Regions from separate parts of the Mus musculus genome. Here region 2 is linked to region 1. Evidence: chromatin contacts called from public Hi-C data. All regions are on one chromosome and are shown on one strand. The core of a region is the stretch at or near the end of the contact, and the rest is flanking DNA. Distances in the headings are between cores, read along the strand shown. Region 1 holds the start of Farp1 (FERM, RhoGEF (Arhgef) and pleckstrin domain protein 1 (chondrocyte-derived)). Region 2 overlaps Farp1 (FERM, RhoGEF (Arhgef) and pleckstrin domain protein 1 (chondrocyte-derived)).

Evidence for each region. Hi-C and Micro-C count contacts between places; a contact is called where the count stands out from the background.
Region 2: a contact with region 1 is called in a Hi-C map of Th2 cells, with 2.3 times the contacts expected there. The contact joins the enhancer-like site here to the promoter of Farp1 in region 1. A contact is called at or near these places in 13 of 39 promoter capture datasets (the 3T3-L1 cell line, cranial neural crest, embryonic stem cells and 7 more), 1 of 15 datasets of contacts at CTCF or cohesin (embryonic stem cells), 17 of 484 Hi-C or Micro-C datasets (the AML12 cell line, the C2C12 cell line, the HL-1 cell line and 9 more), 15 of 115 datasets of contacts at active chromatin or transcription factors (craniofacial prominence, embryonic basal ganglia, embryonic forebrain and 11 more) and 3 of 9 other capture datasets (adipose tissue, embryonic stem cells and pancreatic islet).

What each region holds. Positions count from the first base shown.
Region 1 is chr14:121,033,778-121,036,849 of GRCm38.p6, reverse strand. It overlaps Farp1 (FERM, RhoGEF (Arhgef) and pleckstrin domain protein 1 (chondrocyte-derived)), which reads right to left and starts at 1,276. Exons shown (of 27, transcript NM_134082.3): 1 at 925-1,276.
Region 2 is chr14:121,260,006-121,262,839 of GRCm38.p6, reverse strand. The region is part of intron 16 of Farp1 (FERM, RhoGEF (Arhgef) and pleckstrin domain protein 1 (chondrocyte-derived)); the gene reads right to left. Among named protein-coding and RNA genes, the nearest start is that of B930095G15Rik, 13 kb to the right of the region's middle. Within about 2 kb of position 1,404, at least 39 of the 459 cell types and tissues checked have an H3K27ac peak or open chromatin away from gene starts, as enhancers often do. A contact at or near this core is called in Th2 cells and memory CD8 T cells, where this site is marked.

The DNA.
Region 1 (3,072 bases), core at 27-2,526:
AATGAAACAGCCGGAGGCCACTGAACTCCGGAGCCGGAGCCGGGGAGGGGAGGAGAAGCTGAGCCTGGTAAACTGTTCCAGATGAGAGGCAGTTATTCGCTCCCACATCTTCACCAGCACGTCTCAAACCTCGTTCCTTTGTGAGCCCTACCTCCCTATTTTCTAGGGGGACTCTAGAAAATCCCTGCCAGCCGTGGTTTCCGGGTCCCAACAAGGAATCTGGTACTCCTCCACGACCCCTAGGTCTAAGACTCACCGGGGTCCGGATGGATCACAAGGCTAAAGTTTTCCGAACTTAAATCGTAAAAAATCACAATCAGAAGTTCTGAACTCCCCGTCCCCCCACACAAAAATAATAATATATATCCTGTGCTTTAAAAAGGGAGGGGGAAACTTCCCCCTCCATAAGGCAGAGAGTAAAGAGAAACAAGATCTAACTTAAGAGGGCGTGTTCCTCTTTGTCACCCACCGGGAGGTTCTCGCCGCCCGTGGGCGAGATGCAGTGACCCGGCGGCACGGCGGCACCCGTGCTGCCGGGAGACGGACCTCCAGAGCCGAGATTGCAGCCTGAGGTCCGGAAGAGGCGTCGGGGGCGCTGTCACCCGGCAGGGTGGGATGGGAGGAAGCGGGGGAGGGGCGCCCAAGGAGAGGAAGCCAAGCTGGGGAGAACCCACGAGCTCAGAGCCCCGCAGCCCAGGTCCGCGGAGGTGAGCTCCACCGGTGCCCGAGGAACCGTGGCTTCTGCTATTGTTGCGGGGCCTGCGGCCGCCGGCTACAAAAAGGACCGTTCCCGTGGACTCCGCAGCCAGCTCGGCCGGCGCCCAGGGCCGCGAGCGCGGGGACTCGCACAAGTTGCCGCCGCGGCCCGGTCCACCCAGGCGGCCGCCCTCCCGCCGCGGTCATTGTTCGCCGCACGCCTCCTACCTCGGTGGCTCCGGGTCCGGGCTGCGGGCTGCGGGCTGCAAGGCTGGCGAGGGCGCGGCGGCGGCGAGCGAGGGGTCCCCGCGGGCGGCGGGCGCGCGAGCTAGGCAGGCGGCGGCCGGCCGAGGTCCGAGCCATCAAAGGTGGCGCGGGGCGGAGGGGAGGGCGGAGCAGGCGGGGTGGGTGGGGAGCGAGCTCCGGGTCGCCGCGGCCGCCTCGACGCCCGGCCCGAGCGCCACTCGCGTGGGGAGGAGCGGCGCAGAGCGGGCGGTGGCCGCGTCCCCGCCCCGCACCTTCTCCGGGCTCCCCGCTCCCCGCAGCCGCTGCGCCCGCGCCGGGACCAGCCGCCTCCGAGGCTGTTGAGCGGGAAATGAGGGCCACCACTGCCCCTCCCAGGGCCTGGGCCGAGCCCTCGGCAGGGGGAGCCTGGGCACAGCCTGGGGACGGCGGAGAGCCACAGCCCCCTCCAGCGTCCGAGCCGTGACCTGCGCCCGCACAGCGGCCCCGCCCCGCTCCGCCCCGCCCCGGAGGCAGGTGCGCAGAAAGGTGGACCGTGGGCAGGGCCACGCCACCCTGGAGCTGTGCCTTACTTGGGCGTGTGGCAAGAGCTGGTGTCTGAGCTGCACCACCAAGCCAAGAGCGGGAAGAAGCGCCACCGCGGAGACGCGAGCGCTAGTCGCTGGTGTCCAGCGGGATGCGGAGGCCCGGAGGGAGATTCGTGGCACTGACTCCGCAGGTCGCCTTTGGAAGCCTGACAGAGAACTACGACATCACGTGGAAAGCGTTTTACAAAGACCCACGAATTCCGCCCCCCACCCCTTCCAGGCCACTAGCGCAGGCTTCCGGCACCACCCTAAGCGGCGCGGTATTCAATGCCAGAGACACAGGTGCCACCTCTGATGCTGCTCGGGCTCAGTGCCCACCACCTGAGCGAATCCCAGGACAGTGCCCAACCCCACCTCTCTCCGACCAGGGACAGCAGAATGCCCTGCTTAGTGTGGCGAGATTTAGAATGACTTGCAGTTATTTGATTCCGTTTTTTTTTCCCCCAGAACTTGGTGATATAGTCGGAAGATTCATGATCAGAAGGCCCACGATACTAGGTGACTTTCAATCACTATCCCCACCCACTAGGTGCCATTTTTCCTTCGTCCTTCTTCCCTGTCTCTGTCTGGGAAAGATCTTGGGCCACTGACCGTATGGAACACAGGAAAGCCTTGTTCTGCCGGATCCAGAGGCTAGTGTGGACCCGCCCCTAGAGCCAATTTGGCTCAGATTCCGGTCATTTTCCACCCTGGAGGAGTTCACTGACCTCAGTCGCAACTACAACGGAGCTACAACTGAACTTAACCAAGTGAAATTGTCTCTGTGGCTAGGGAGGGAGGCTGAAGACATGAAAGCTTGATTATCAGAGAGGGGCACCTGTAAGTCATGGGAGTCAAAAGCAGTCTGCGGAGGGTTGGGGCTGTTTCTTGCATGCTGCAAAATCCCTCTGGCCTCTGGGGAACCAGACAGGCCTTGGGCGATTTGCTAGAGAGAATCATGGGTGGGTTGGAAGCTAGCTCTGTGGCCAAACTGTGTGTGGCTTTACAAGTATGGGTGAGCTATTTTCAGCCAGTAATTTTCTTAAGTGTAGTGGTCAAACTGCCACCAAGAGCAGCAGCACTCGATTTTAAATTCCTCTCCCACTCCTCCCCAGAAAGTCTCCTCATGTAGCCCAGACTGGTCCTCGTGCCTCTACCTCTTAAGCATTAGGATTTCGGTCTGAACCACCAGGCCCAGTAAAGGAAAGCAAATTCAAGCAATTATCACACCTTAAGAACCGCTATAATGGGGAACCGACCACAGGTTCAGAGTCTCTTCACAGGATAAGAAGACAGTGGCCAGACTGATTTCTGAGGTTGGGACATGACATGGATGGGTTTAAAGTTATTACAGGTTATTCCCAGTGTGCAGCCTGGCTTTACTAACAACCTCTGATGCTGTGGAATCGCCTGGGAATCTTGTCCCAGTTCGGATTCTGTATCGGTCTGTTTCAAACATTCCGGGTGATGTATTTTGGTTGGTCCGGGGACTGTGTTGGCAGACATGTGCTGTGTCCCATGACTAAAGCAATATAGTACCAAAAAGGCAAACCATAACATTTCCCCA
Region 2 (2,834 bases), core at 155-2,654, 230 kb before region 1:
TCTGAGCTACTGAGAACTAACCCTCTCCCTCCCTCCCCCCACCCTCATCTGCTGATCAGGCAGACAGACACAGGAGAGAAAGGCCCTCAAGAATGAGGAACAGGGTGTTCAGAATTCAGATCAAAACCTAGTGTTGGGCCACCCAACGCATCTGACTGGACTCAAAGAGCTGAGGTCTCCTCTGGGCCTAAGTAGGAATTTATCTTTAAACTAGTGTAGGCCTGGTGTAAACGCTGACTGGATATAAAGGACAATTCTGCTTTTTGAGGCTTTGTGATGGTGAGGGAAAGTAATTTGAGACAGCATACAGACAGCTCAGAGAGGGCAAGGGGAGCCAGCGGCAGGCAGGGCAGTACCATGAGCAAGGTGCTGCTCTTTCTTCCGCTGGCCCTGCAGGTCCCTGCCATTTTCAAACTTGGAGAATCTGTCTCTGGACAGGTTCTCCGTCTACCTTGGAGGTGGGGTAGCTGTGTGTTGGATGGAGCGTCCGCCCATCCCAAGGTGGCTTTCTCTGAGTGTGTTTGAACAGCTGAGTAAGCAGGACTTTGCTTTCAAAAGGAAAAAGAAAAAGAGCGTTCCAGCCCCATCGCAGAACTCATCAGTCAAGTTACTGTTCTGTTCTGAGGAAGGCGTACGTCGGCTTGGGCCAGCTCTGTGCAGCCTTAGGCCTTCATCCTCTGCTTGGGTATGTTTGCATGGCGCAGAGGGACAAGGGTGTTAACAGACTTGGGGTGGCCGAAGCATTCCAGCAAACCTCCTGATCTGAGTTCTGCCCTGGGTTTCCCCACCGTTGACAGGTCTACAGTCCCCTGTGGGCCTGCCAAGGGGGAACCACACCTGCATCGAATCCGAGGAACTTCTCATGCAGCAAAACTTTCTATTTCTTTCTTTTAACAATAATAACTGGAAACAGCAATGGACTGGGCATGGTGGCACCTGATTTAATCCCAGCACTCTGAAGGCAGAGGCAGGGGGATCCCTGTGAGTTTCAGGCCAGGCCAGCCTGATCTACAGAGCAAGTTCCAGGAAAAACCAAAACCAAAACCAAACCAAATCAAATCAGAAGAAAACTGCCAAAGCCAGAAAATAGCAAGGAATAAAATCTACAGTTTGACACCAGAACAGGACACTGCTGGTTTGTTTTCACGTGACACAGAGCATGCTCAACTAGAGGGGAGGGAGGGAGGCCTGCACAGGAAATTTATCAAGCCAGCAAATCTAAGAGTGTTTCGAATTCAGTTAACTTTTTAGAACGCTTACTTAGGTTCTTACCAGGAGATGGCTCAGTGGGAAATCAGTGGCTGCCAAGCCTGAAGTTTAATTCCCAGGGTCCATGGGGTTTTGTGTGTGTGTGTGTTTTCTTTTTAGCCGGAAGTGGCTGCTTACATCTGCCCATCCCAGCATGCCTGTGGCAAGATGGGAGGTGCAGGCAGCAGAATCACCCAGAAGCGTGTGGGCCAGAGCCTGGAGTGTGCAACACAACAGAAACAAGAGACCCCACTGCAGCAAGATGGCAAGAACCAACCCCCAAAGTTATCCTCTGACCTGCACATACCTACCTATCACACATATACACAAAATCAAATCAAAATCCCAAACCTATCAGCTTTCCTCCTTTCTGTGTGGGGCACAGAGGTGGAGCCGGTTGCCAACACTCGATCTTTACATGTATGAAACAGTCCTGTGAGGGGTACCTTCCGACTCACAGTTTACAGGTGAGCAAGTACCGCTCAGCCACGGACGGCTGGATGTCTACCTCAGATTCTGCTGTGATCCAGGGCTTCGTCTGTGTGTGCTAGCAAAGTGTTCTACAACAGTCACTTCGTTTCTTAACTACCTTAATTAACATGAGTTAATTAACCTGTGTTTCCCAGGCATCCTCCTTCCTTTACTTCTTTCGTTTGTTTCCTATGTGATAATACATAGAAGCATAAACCTTTACCTAAGCTTTCTCTCTGTCTGTAGTTGCGCAAACTCCCTTCCTAATAAACTCAGCGGTAGCCCATTCTTCTCACTGACTGTAATCAGGCCACAGTTGCCTGCTTTATGTAGGCATTACTGTCCCATATGTCCTCCAACGCCAGGCTAGAAGCAGGGTTCTGTGCCTCTCTGGGACATTGAACCCTCCTTTGCAGACCCTTGGCCCACTGCCTTCTGTGAGCAAAGCCCAAGCCACAGAGTCACTAATTACACTAGTCGGCTTCTTGATCCTACCACAGAATACCAGGGACGAGCTACCCATAAAGAGAAGAAGGTTTACAGAGCTCAAAGCCTTCCTGGTTCAAGCAGCCCCGTGGCCATGGTGTTGCGCGTTGGGTAGGAAGGCTGGTGGTAATGGTGTGATTGCTTGTTTTAACAAGGACTCACACTTCGAGCCAGGAATCTGAGAAGACAGGCCCCGTCCCATAATCTCCCTCGGGGCCGCTCCTCCTGAAGCTCCACAGATCCTCTTTAAGAGTTAGTTTGGGGGATCAGTCCTTTAGCAAACAGAACCACAGTCCGTGCCCTTCACGCATGGAACTCATCGTGCTTGCACACAGAATAAAGAAGTGCAATTCAATTCACTCTGTGAAGCGCAAACCAAAGACTCCTATGTTCAGTATTTACCATTTACTGGGCAGAGGTGCCAGCTGTTCCCCAGAGCAGTTACCCCGAGAAGTACCCGAAAAATAAAAATTTCAAGGTCTCAACTCCAAAGTCCAAACTAAACAGGGCTGACAGCAGCCTAGCAATCTGCATTTTTCAAATCCCTCCATGGCTTTCAAGTACAGCCAGGGATGGAGTTTGCAGCACAGATAACTAACTACTTTCTGGAATGGATAGGCACCCTCTGC